Regions from separate parts of the Mus musculus genome. Here regions 2 and 3 are each linked to region 1. Evidence: chromatin contacts called from public Hi-C and HiChIP or PLAC-seq data. All regions are on one chromosome and are shown on one strand. The core of a region is the stretch at or near the end of the contact, and the rest is flanking DNA. Distances in the headings are between cores, read along the strand shown.

Region 1 (4,059 bases), core at 934-3,433:
ACATAACCCAGAAAGGTGTAGTAATTTGCTCTTCGTAGCAAAGCCACCTGGTTCCAGTCAGGGCTAGAACCTAGTTTCATGCCTCCTAACTCCCAGGTTACCACTCTTCTACGCCTTATCAAAGCCTCTCCCATTTTAAGCAGCAGAGATTGGAACAAAGTACAAATTTAACTGCTGTTTTAACATCGTCATTATTCACTGGCAACATCTAAGATAGAACCAAAGTGCTGCTACAGATCCAGCTTCCGCTGATACACCCAATTTCAAATCTGCCTAGAAAATTTCTAACCCTTCTAAATATGTTCAACAACCCATTTTAAAAGACTTAGCAATAATATAAACCCAGGAACAAAGAATAAACTTAAGGATTACATTTTGTATTTAAAAATATATCTATATATATATTGGAACTTCACTGGTATGGGAATCAAATTTAACAGCAGCGAACCATCCTCCCCTCTTTCTTGCAAGCACAGGGAGCCTGAGATTATTCAAAACTGCTCAAGAGCAGCAATGATTATTTTAAGCTCATGATTCAACTAGTACATTAATTAGAAAATCCACCAACCCAAATTGACAGATCCTGGTATCAATGGGAACTTAAGAATAAAAATAATAGTTGTTAAGTAAAAATAGATTGAAAGAGGGCACAGCAGCAAATGTGAAAAGGAAAAATGACAAGCAAGAGCAGTAGGAAAAAAAGCATTTAATGATCAGTTTTCCTGGACATAAAAACAAAACCCACAACGAAGATCTTGGCAATACTGGTACTGTCAAAAAGTAATTGGTCGTGATTACAGTCTCTGATTTTTGGAAGTTAGGTGAGAAAACTTGATTAATGATTTCTTACTTTAAAAGTAGCAACTTAAGACAGGAGAGGAGCCAGATCTCAAGGGGTCAGAGGGTCAAAACTAGGCTAAATGTAGGGAAAGGACTGGAGAAGGTGCACCCCGAACAGGTAAGGGGCGATCATGTCAGCTTGGCCAGCGCAACTCTGACAGACACACACACCGGTGTCCAACGCACTCATTTCCGAACACAACCCGCTACGCGACCCCGGGGATGGCTTCCATGTGCGCCCCGAGTCTGCCTAAAATTCTATCTTTGACTTCTCCCTGCAAACCCGAGCACCCCAAGCTGTCTACACTGGGGTAATCTCCAGTGGAAACCTTCCTCTTCCCCGATTATCTGTCAAACCCGCATCGGAGTGAAGCCTCTGCTGCGCACTCCTTGGGTCTCTGACGCCTACCGGGCACAGGGCACAGTCCCCACGCCATCGGGTACCTACTCCCAGACCCAACGGGGAAGACACATCCTCCAGGACCACCCAGGTACCGGACAGCGCAGGCCCGACGGCTGTCCGTGGGCCTGGTCCAAGCCAGCCAGGGGATTCCCGGGGTCCGCGCCAGCCCCAAGACAGGCCATAGGGACGTACCAGTACGGACTCCCCGACTTGACGGAGACGCCCTCCCCGCCCCCACCCGGCTCCCGAGGGAGAAGTGTAGAAGGGTTGACCAGGCAAGCGCCGCATAGCATCGTTCTGCCCGCGTCCCGGCCATCTCCTCGGGGATCCAGAAGCTCCCGGGGATGTATCCCGGAGCTCTTCCCAGGTTCGGGTCATTGCTGCCACCCGGTACTGCTGTCTCTTTAAGAGGCCGCTGGCCGCCCCCTCCCGAGCCAGGTGGTGATGCCCGCGCGGGGAAGGTGGGCGCACCCGCTGACAGCGTCCCAGGGTCCCCCCAGTCCTCCCCCGCCCGCTGTGCAGCCCAGGCGGGGAAGATGGGGGTGCGCGGGAGCGGCGCCTTTAAGGGGCGCAGCCTCCCCGAGGCTAGGTGGGGGCTGGGAGCCGCACGGGCCCTTTAAGGCCGGCAGCGGGCACGTCGGGCAGGGCTCCCGGCGGCCCGGCTGCGCCGCGGGCGGGGGCGGTGCGCCCGCCCGGGAACTCGCGACCCCCGACGGGACGCCCCGAGACGGCTGCTGCCCGCAGCCATGCCGACACTCACCGTGGCTCGCTGCGAGCGCCCGCGCCCGCACCCGCACTCGGATCCCGCGGCGGCGGCGGCGGCAAGTCCGGCGCGGGTAAACAGGCACCTCCGTCCCTGACCTACTTTCTGCCTTCCCTAAATGTCGCACCACTAACCTACTTTCCGACCAATCCGCTCCCCGCCGGCCCAGGCCCGGCCCCCCGCCCACCAATCGCTGTGCCCAACCCCCCTTCCCCGCCCACCAATGGAGGAGCCGCGCAGCCCGGATACCTGCCTCTTCCCGTTAGCCAATCAGAGAGAGCGAACGGAGTTGTCTTGGCGGACAACCCAAACCAATTCGCGTTCTGCTCTGCGTTAGGCTAGCCAATCGAGTGACCGATAGGAAAGCCTCTGACCAATGGCAAGACGGCAGGGCTGGTTTACCTGCTACTTTCCCTTCACCAATCATTTGGCGCACAGAAGCACACGCCCCGAGGAGTGGACCAATTGGCACGCTCTGTGGATTTCTTGCCCCAGCCCTCGGTTTTCCCCCTCAGGTCTAAAGCTCGCTGAGGCCACTGCGTTGCGGACTCTGCGAGCTCGCCGTTGTCCCCTGCTCCTCAGCCGCGTCCCTGGCTAGTGACTGCCTCTCAGCTCTCCCTCCTCCTCCGTCCCCTTCCTGGCTCGCAGAACACTGAGAAAACGCCGCATCTCTTCGCCCATCCCTCTCCAGCTCCATCTAGGAAACCACATTTTAGGAACACAGAGTGACAGAACCTTCCTGAAACCCCTGGCTTGTCCTAGTCGGAACCACAGCGCTAATAGCTAGCGCATTTAGAAGACTTTTCCTTCCGACGACTAACCGGATCGCGCGTTCTTTTTTTTTTTTTTTTTTTTTTTCTCTTGACCTCCAAGCGTCCAGTGGAGCTGTCATTCCCGATCGGAAGAGAAGTCTCCCGGGGGTGGTGGCGTAGTCTGTAATTCCAACCCTCAAGAAGCTGAGGCAGGGGCATAATCGCGAGTACTGAGCTAGCCGGGGCCACAGGGTGAGACCTGAGCAAGATTCTATTACATGTTATGGACATGGCCCTAGCAAATGTACTTTGCAAAAGTATCAAAGGAGCGGGAAAGAAAGAAAAGTTGCAAAGTTGTTTGTTTGGGTGGTTAGTTGTTCTGTTGTAGCCCTAGCTATCCTGGAACTCCTGTAGATCATCAAGCTGGCTTTGAATCCAATTCACAGAGATCCGCCTGCTTTTGCCTCCCGAGGCACCACCTGCTCAGAGATTTATTTATTTATTTTTAAAGAAAGAGACAGAGAGAGGGGAGGAAGAGGAGGGAGGGAGAAATAGAGAGAGAGGGGGAGAGGGAAAGAAGTTGTCTTGTTTCTACCTTCAAACAACTGGCAAACCTTCTAAATGTTAAACTTCCTGATAGCAAGGCCACTTCGTCCTTTTTGAACCATGTGTGCTCCCTCCCCTTTAGCATGTGCTGGAGGGGCCTGGGTGGGGTGTTGGGGATAGGGCTGACACCCAGAAAGTACTCTGCAAATGTGGGCTGGATCCATGAACAAATGGGATCAAAACACTCGACTCACTTATGTGAAGTGGACCAGCTCGTGTGACTATAGAATGAATTCTAGACAGGCAGGTTCCTGGGACACAAGGCAGCATTTCAATGCTTATAAAGCCATGACCCATGTCCAGCCCTTTGCAAGGCACACAGCCTTGGTTGAAATGTGAATTGGCTTCAAGACCAAAGAACTTCATGGGTAACTTCCCACTTCCCCTGAGTTTCAAAGCAGATTTATTCTTTCTCTGTCCTGTTCTGTGAAGGAATCTCTCTGTGTAGATGGAACTTTAATACAGCATTAGAAAAGATATTACTTACAAGATGGAAATGTGGGCTGGATGCTGACCTAATTAAATGGACTAATAGCTAGCTAAGTACCAGTAACCTGAAGATGCTGGCTGATGCATCCCACAATATCTCTCTACCGTGTTGTGTGCCGGGCATGTGCTAAAAGCTTTCCCTCCTTTTTTTTCAACCCCTGTATCCTGACAACCACCCTGTGCAGAAAGCAGTTCTTACCCCATTC
Region 2 (4,059 bases), core at 581-3,080, 250 kb after region 1:
CCTCACTTCATGTCCCTGAGCAGGCCAAACCAGTGCATTCTGCAAGCGTCTAAGCTTGCTCCCTACTACTTCTACACAAGGGATTCACACACAGGGGGTACCGAGTCTGAGTCTTGGCTATGCATGGAGCTCAGCCCAGTATCTGAGTCCTCATCGTTGCCCGGGCAACTCTTAGCCAGTCCCCGGGCCTGGTCTACCCACATTTCTGCACAGGTCTGAGGCTGAGGTTCGCGAGAGGGTCCGCTGGAACCCAGAGCCCCATCATGCACCACCGTCTGCTCAAAAGTGTGCAAACTCTGGAGAAGGCCCTGAAGCTCGCGCTCCTTAATGTCCCTCTGCTGCTGGCTGTAATCCAAGTCCGCCTTGACGGCCTCCAGGTCCGTGCTGAGCCTCAGCCCGATGTAAAGGCTGGTGCTGAGCTGCGTCCTGACCCGCTCCTGCTCCAGCAGCAGCTCGCCATCCGGACCACCATCGGGCTCTAGGGACTCCTCTCGAGCCGCCAGCTCCTCATTGCGCCGCTGCATCCAGCGCTGGTTCAGTTCCTCCTGGATCTCGGCGGACAGGCGCTCTAGCAACTCCTCCTGCTGGGCGCGCTCCTCCTGCAGCCGCACCAGGTCGTCACAGCGCCTGGCCAGCTCCTCCAACGCTGCCGCCTGCGCCTCGCTGTCCAGGGGTGCCGCCGGTTCTGTCCCCTTCTCCTCCAGTGTCGCATCTTCCGGCTCCCCTTCAGGAGTTTGTCCGTCCAGGTCGATGCCGGCCCCCACTAGATAGGTATCCTGCACGTAGTTGACTCCGTGCCTCCGCATGCGGTCTAGGTGCACCTTGGCTTCGTAGCGGTCTATCTCGCGGTCCAGCTCCCGGAGCCGCTGCACCTGCTGGCGAATCGTGTGGTCCTGCGACAGCACCAGATGCACCAGCGTCTCCATACGTTCTACCGACGCGCTCTCGTGGGTCCGAGCAGACGACGAGCAGGACGAGGCGGTGGACGACGACGTGGACGAACAAGGTGACGACGGCTGCTGCTGGCGCCTCCGGTTGAGCTTGGCCAGTTTGCGGAAGGCCTTGCGTACCACCCGCCGCTGCTTCTCCTGGGTCAAGGCCAGGCTGGGCCGTGCTGGGGCGCCCCGGGCCAAGCAGGGGCGCTCGCGGCTGAGCACTACCCGCGCCTCGGCGCTGCGCGGTCCGGCGTTGGGCAGCGACGCTTCGCTGCGCACCAGCACGAAGCGTACATTCTCCTGCTCGTCGCCCCAAGCAGTCCAGAGGCGCAAGATCCGCGTCTTGTTGGGCAGGATGCGCTCAAAGCCGCGCCACTTCTCCACAATGCAATAGCACTGCGGGGGCCCACATAGCATGCCCGGGGGCATCGCGTCGTCGTCATCCTCGTCGTTTTCGTCCGGGGGCTCGGGCAGCTCCAACTGGCCCGAAGGGTCTTCCGTCAAGCCCCGTCGCTGGCCCCGCCGCTGCCTGCAGCGCCGCCGGCAGCCGTCCTCCAAAAGCACCCGCACCACGTCCGAGCAGGTGGTGCGGCGGGAGAGGCCGGACACCAGCTTCTCCTCCTGGCAGATCCACACCGATATCTTCTTCTCCGAAGGATCCATGGCGCAACCGGGACGTGAGGAGCAAGTCCGGCTAGGTGCAATTAGGGCAGCAGGGCCAGCGCGGGCAACCTGGCAGCTCCCGAACTGCAGTAGAATCCGTGACCCTGTCTCCGGCCTCACTAGCCTTTCTCCCGGACTATGTACTGAAATCGGGCAGCGGCTGCTTTCGGCTCGGACGGCGGACTCTCCCAAAGCAGCACGCCGGGGCTCAGGTTCCAGCGGCTCTGGCTCTGCCCGCGGTGCCCGAGGCCTCCGGGTTTTGCTCCTCCCCACCTGGCTCCACCTCTTCCCGCCCCCCAGCGCCCTGAGCCGCTGCTGAGAGCACCGCAGGCGGGGCGCCCAAACTCGCCCCTCCCAGCCCTGCGGACGGGTCTGCCCCTGGCTCAGGTTACTGGCGTCCAGTTCCTAGTTTTTTCCACTCAGAGCAAAGATGGACTCCCGGGACCTTTCTGATACAAGGCCTGGAGCCTTCACCTCTAGGCATCAGCTCTGCGCCTGGAGCCCGCACCTCTGCGCCTCCCTGGGCTCAGCTACGCCTTGCCTCTAGACTTGGTTGGAAACACCTTAACCCGATGTGCGTGGTCTTGTGCCTTCTGTACAATGCACTTTGCACAGACGGGGAAACTGAGGCACCTAACAGTTTCTACTAGAGACGTTGTGATCCACTACCTGACCAGCTCACCTTTGTAAGCGCTGCCTCTAAACCTTCCAGTCTTCCTCAACCACAGTGGGGTCCATGATCAGATTTGCAATGATCTAAGGGTGGTACCCAATTCCCCATAGGTCAGATCTGTAGGTCCCCACTTTGCCCCTCCACTTCCCACAGCCTTGTTGACAGAGAAGTCAGGGCCAAACCTAAATTGATCACCAGTCCTGACTCCAAAGGGGAAACCGAGGCTATTACTATGACTGTTCCCATTGCATCTAAATGTCGTCTGGAAGTGATGAGAATCAAGTATCAGAACAGAAGAAATTCAAAGCCACTCTAATCGAAGCTTAAAACCCTCTCAGTGAAAGGCTTGTCCAGGGAAGCCCAGATCTGACAGCTCACTCCCCTGCCTCAAGACCTTGGATGTCTCATTATTTCTTGGAAAGTGCTTTGGTCGATTGAATGATTCCTTCCTGGAACATTTGCTGGGTTCCCACTGTGCTCTAAGTCCAGTGCAAGTGGTGTGATGATGAGCAAGCCTCCTGGCCTGCCAGCAGCTCACCATAGCTCAAGAGACATTTCCAATCAGTCTGGCGGTTCCTCAGAAAACTGGACATAGTACTACCGGAGGATCCAGCAATACCTCTCCTGGGCATATATCCAGAAGATGCCCCAACAGGTAAGAAGGACACATGCTCCACTATGTTCATAGCAGCCTTATTTATAATAGCCAGAAGCTGGAAAGAACCTAGATGCCCCTCAACAGAGGAATGGATACAGAAAATGTGGTACATCTACACAATGGAGTACTACTCAGCTATTAAAAAGAATGAATTTATGAAATTCCTAGCCAAATGGATGGACCTGGAGGGCATCATCCTGAGTGAGGTAACACATTCACAAAGAAACTCACACAATATGTATTCACTGATAAGTGGATATTAGCCCCAAACCTAGGATACCCAAGATATAAGATATAATTTGCTAAACACATGAAACTCAAGGAGAATGAAGACTGAAGTGTGGACACTATGCCCCTCCTTAGATTTGGGAACAAAACACCCATGGAAGGAGTTACAGAGACGGAGTTTGGAGCTGAGATGAAAGGATGGACCATGTAGAGACTGCCATAGCCAGGGATCCACCCCATAATCAGCATCCAAACGCTGACACCATTGCATACACTAGCAAGATTTTATTGAAAGGACGCAGATGTAGCTGTCTCTTGTGAGACTATGCCGGGGCCCAGCAAACACAGAAGTGGATGCTCACAGTCAGCTAATGGATGGATCATAGGGCTCCCAATGGAGGAGCTAGAGAAAGTAGCCAAGGAGCTAAAGGGATCTGCAACCCTATAGGTGGAACAACATTATGAGCTAACCAGTACCCCGGAGCTCTTGACTCTAGCTGCATATATATCAAAAGATGGCCTAGTCGGCCATCACTGGAAAGAGAGGCCCATTGGACTTACAAACTTTATATGCCCCAGTACAGGGGAATACCAGGGCCAAAAAGGGGGAGTGGGTGGGCAGGGGAGTGGGGGTGGGTGGATATGGGGGACTTTTGGTATAGCATTGGAAATGTAAATGAGTTAAATACCTAATAAAAAATGGAAAAAAAAATAAAAAATAAAAAGAAAAAAAAATAAAAATAAAAATACACAAGTAAGAAATTAAAAAAAAAAAAAAAAAAAAGAGACATTTCCAGTACCAGGCAAACACAATACCTTGTGTTTCTGACCAGGGAAGTCACCATGTAGTAAGAGAGCATGCCTGGACGCTGCTTGGCAGCCTGGACCCCATCTGGGAGAAT
Region 3 (4,059 bases), core at 819-3,318, 140 kb before region 1:
GGGGCATTATTACAGAACACTTAAATATCCATATAAAGACTAATTAGAAAATTGTAGAACACATAAATCATGACCTTGACTTGTAAATGAAGTTCAGAGGAAAGGTCATTGTCAGCCTGTGTTAGTGGGAAATAAGGTGTCTAGTCCTGAGGCGCTTAAAGCATTAGAGTGAATAAGGGGTGTGTCTAGGAGATTACCTGGCCTGGATCTGAGGAAGCAGCTTTGAATAGCACTACTGTTTCCATTAGATAAGACTGAAAAAAAAAAAAACAACTGAGGTTAATAGTCTTGCACAAGACTATCCAGCATATGTAATCACAAAGCTCTAACTTATAGACATGACTCTCATTAATTTTATCTTTAAAATATTAATAATTTATCATTTCAAAGAGACCAGGTATAATAAACTCATTTCCTATCACCCAGACTGGTTACTAATTCATGGCTGATATTTTTAAACTCTGTCTCTACCTATTCCCGACCCCCAACCCCGCCCCCTTTCACTCTTGACTATTTGGTATTTGATTAAAAGCCCCTATCTTTTAAGTTGGGTTTTTGTTTTGTTCTTTGGTATTTAAATCCAGAAGTTAAGAGATACCTGATGTACCTTAGATGCTAAAGAATATCAGGATCAGAATCCTCTGATAGGTATGTCCTATCTCATAATCAGAAGTTGGCTATGTAGCTTTAGCTGCTCTTCACCTTCTAGGCAAAAGGGAATGAGAAAATGAGTATTTTTGCGAATTTCCAACAGGCATCTGCTTTTATGCCTGTCTCTAGAACAGGGAGACTGGTAATAAAGAAATACAGTCTTAATTTAGGTATGTTGTTGCCTCAAGCAAGACTGGCAGTTTATTAATAGTGAGCATAGTCTTCCTCATGCAATTTTAGTAAGTAATGTAAATGTTGTCCTGTTAAATTTACTGTGTTTTACGTATATTTTAATAATTTTATACTTTTATTTTAATGCCCCCTGCCTTCTTTGGCTATAATCAAATACTGTGGATTTATAAAAGTGATAGTATTATTCTCTTAAATGTACTGACTTTTGTTAATAGTCAAGGGCTTGGTGTAGCAATCATTTCTAGGTAATACAATTTTTTTCTAATTTTTGAGATTATAATTTAATTAAAGCTTTTCTCCCTTCCTTTTCCTCCTTTGAAATTCTCCCCCATCTCTCTCCCCAGACTCCTTCAAATCCATGGCTTTTTTTTTTTTAACCAGTTGTTATTGCAAGCATATATAAAATTTCCTTGTTCTTTTTTTTTTTAATGCAGATATACTGTGGTGGACCTACAGTTTGTGTACAAATAAGTTAGGTTAAATTCAGTGAGCTTTGCTTCTATGTCATATACATATATGCAACTAGTATAGTTAATATGTATGTAGAGGAACTTCCTAGCTTGCTGAAGTTGTTAACAGTGATTTTAGTTGAAGTATACTTGGCCCAAAATATGACAGCTTTTTTTTTTTTTAATTACAAATTAGAGATCTTTTACTATTCTAAAAAAAAAAAAAACCTTAACACCTCTTATATATAATGTTAAAATGTCTGACTAAAAGACACTAAAAGCTCTTGGATTTAATACATACAGTATGACTATGTAAAAACTGCTGTCTGCAGTCTGCTTAGGTTTCTAAAGATAAATGCATACATGCATCCAATATCAGATTTGCCGCAAGGTTTCATTTCCACCCAGAAGCACGCATGCTCATTTTTTTGGACACTACATGAAAAGCATGCTTTCCAGTTTCCCTTTAATAGTTCCAGCAGCAATTTAGAATAAGAAAGTTTGGTTCTTAAAAGAATAGTTGGGTGGATCCTTAGGTTGCAGGTATTTTCCTTGTGGTTTAAAAGAGTTACTGTCTACAAGGGATACAGTGATACTGAAAGGAAGGAGTTATCTGCATCCTAGTTCCTAAAACCTGGCAAGCTGTCAGAGCTGGAATTAGCTTTACAGATGGCATTTGGCAACATGTCTACATATCTCTAAGCCCTCATCTCCTGCGTTTTCTTCCACCTGCCTATCAATTACAATATCCAATCACTGTTCAGGGATGGAGAAGTGGGATGATCACAGCTCACACGATGCTGTTTGGTTAGAAACGTCAGTGCTGCACAACCCACACGGCTGAGTCAGTGTCTGTGAGAAAATGAGCTGAATTAATATTTAGAGGGGGTTGAATCTCTGAACATTTAAAGCTTAAATATCTGCAACAGCAGGATTACACAGTAGAGAGAGGGAAGCTAAAGGAAGTCTGGACAGGTGAGGTAGGAGGAGACTGGAAGATTTTCTGACTGTTCAGAAGAATCTTGAGGATGATGGAAAAACCAGATGAACTAAAGTTTCCTAGTAATGCCCAAGGATGCTGACCTGGCTTTCAGTGCTGCATTGTTTGAAAAAGCAGAGTCCCTTTACACTCTGATTTCAAAATTTTTCTCTTGTTTTTGTGTGTCTACCCTGGCATACACTAAAGGAAGGTGTGTATTCATTTCTTACATGCTATCTCTGGGTTATAAGTATATACAAGAATGAATATGAGAGGTAGAGAGTGAAATGCTGGCCTTTGTTTTATAATAGTCATTTGCATTTCTAAATGTAAAAGATGGTACTTCTGATTTCAGTTTAATGGCACATTTAAAATAAATGGGATATGTTAGTATTGTTTTCATGGGTTTGGTGCTTTGTTATTTCTTGTGACTTGAGAATGCATTATATTTAGTATTATATTTTATGAATGCAAAACTTGGCTAGGGAAACAAATTTTGAAGCAGTTTCATACATTGAAAATAAAATTCAAGATAGAAAAATGAAATAGTTACCTAAAGATAGAATTAAGGAGATTTTGCTTTGGAATGAATTAAAGAGAATGAAACTGCTAATATGTAGTAATTTTTCTACAAGACTGAATTTGTTTTGAATGAGGGAAGCCCTGACTGGGTAAGTGACTGTCTAGTCTACAGGATATGAGTAGAAAAACTAAATGCTGCTGCTGAGAGAGATCGCTAGGCACGTTTTTTGGGTTAGTGAATTTAATGTTAACCTAGATGAAAAATTTGTAAACCAGGATAAGTGCTCTTGCTATGATATTCTTCGTAGGTGAAAGTACTTGCTTTATTTGGAAATTTTAGCACAATTTAAAATGTTAATAAATTTTACTCTGCCTTTATTACCAATTATTTTGTAGGGACTTTTAATATATTCAGAATATTAAAATTATTTTAATGTAAATAGTTGTAATATCTTTTCCTTATCTCAACATCTTCTATTTATTTTTCTGCCTAGCCCCTAAAAATATGAATGATTATTCAATTATCTTGAGATACATATATATTATAAGCTTGTTACTATAATAAAATTATAAAAGGACAACTTCAAGGTTAATCTTCTTACCTTACACTTTGTAGAATACTTTTCTTAAGTTCTGCTGGTTCTTTTCTGATAATACTGCTTGTCTTATTATGAAAGTGATACATACTCATTACATAAATTTGGTAAGCACAGAAAAGCATATAGATGAAATGTTATTTTCTAAAAGAAAATGTTTTAGGCATTTCATATTTAGCCAGATGTGAGTATATATGCACATATGAAAATATTTATACACACACACATATGTATATATCTCACATGTACACTTAAAATGACTCCCAGAGTTGTTAGATGTTCTGTTATATAAGATACATTATCTAAAAATTATGGACATTCTGTGATGGTCTTCTATAGCATAGTTTGGCTACACAGTATTTTATATATACTTTGTCATTTAATCAATTGTAGCTGTTCTGGAACTTGGCTGTAGAAAAGATTAGCATGGTTTCATACTATAAATTTCTTTAAAAAGAGGACTGTCTTAAGGAGTTAAATAAAAAAAGTAATTTTTATTTTATTTTATTTTCTGACAGTAAAAAGATCCTTGGTCTGATTTCACCTTGAGCTTATTAAAGATATACACAGTATTTTAAATGAAGCAAATGGCTGTAAAGTATTTTTAAAGGTCCTTATAAAAATCAGAAATATTGGGGTTCAGTGAGCTGAGACATTAGAAAATAGGAAC

Evidence for each region. Hi-C and Micro-C count contacts between places; a contact is called where the count stands out from the background. HiChIP or PLAC-seq counts read pairs in DNA pulled down with a chosen protein or histone mark.
Region 2: an H3K4me3 HiChIP or PLAC-seq map of embryonic stem cells shows a contact between it and region 1, with 17 read pairs. The contact joins the promoter of Rassf10 here to the promoter of Arntl in region 1. A contact is called at or near these places in 1 of 39 promoter capture datasets (embryonic stem cells), 2 of 484 Hi-C or Micro-C datasets (both in embryonic stem cells), 6 of 115 datasets of contacts at active chromatin or transcription factors (astrocytes, embryonic midbrain, embryonic stem cells and 1 more) and 1 of 9 other capture datasets (adipose tissue).
Region 3: a contact with region 1 is called in a Hi-C map of rod photoreceptor, with 1.8 times the contacts expected there. The contact joins the enhancer-like site here to the promoter of Arntl in region 1. A contact is called at or near these places in 10 of 39 promoter capture datasets (cranial neural crest, embryonic stem cells, frontonasal cranial neural crest and 5 more), 1 of 484 Hi-C or Micro-C datasets (rod photoreceptor), 1 of 115 datasets of contacts at active chromatin or transcription factors (embryonic stem cells) and 3 of 9 other capture datasets (adipose tissue, liver and pancreatic islet).

What each region holds. Positions count from the first base shown.
Region 1 is chr7:113,205,589-113,209,647 of GRCm38.p6, reverse strand. It overlaps Arntl (aryl hydrocarbon receptor nuclear translocator-like), which reads right to left and starts at 2,183. Exons shown (of 20, transcript NM_007489.4): 1 at 2,004-2,183.
Region 2 is chr7:112,951,733-112,955,791 of GRCm38.p6, reverse strand. It overlaps Rassf10 (Ras association (RalGDS/AF-6) domain family (N-terminal) member 10), which reads right to left and starts at 1,830. Exons shown (of 1, transcript NM_175279.3): 1 at 1-1,830. The coding sequence starts at 1,598. The coding sequence ends at 72.
Region 3 is chr7:113,345,455-113,349,513 of GRCm38.p6, reverse strand. The region is part of intron 4 of Btbd10 (BTB (POZ) domain containing 10); the gene reads left to right. Among named protein-coding and RNA genes, the nearest start is that of Btbd10, 22 kb to the left of the region's middle. Within about 2 kb of position 2,068, at least 51 of the 459 cell types and tissues checked have an H3K27ac peak or open chromatin away from gene starts, as enhancers often do. A contact at or near this core is called in hippocampal neurons, pancreatic islet and rod photoreceptor, where this site is marked.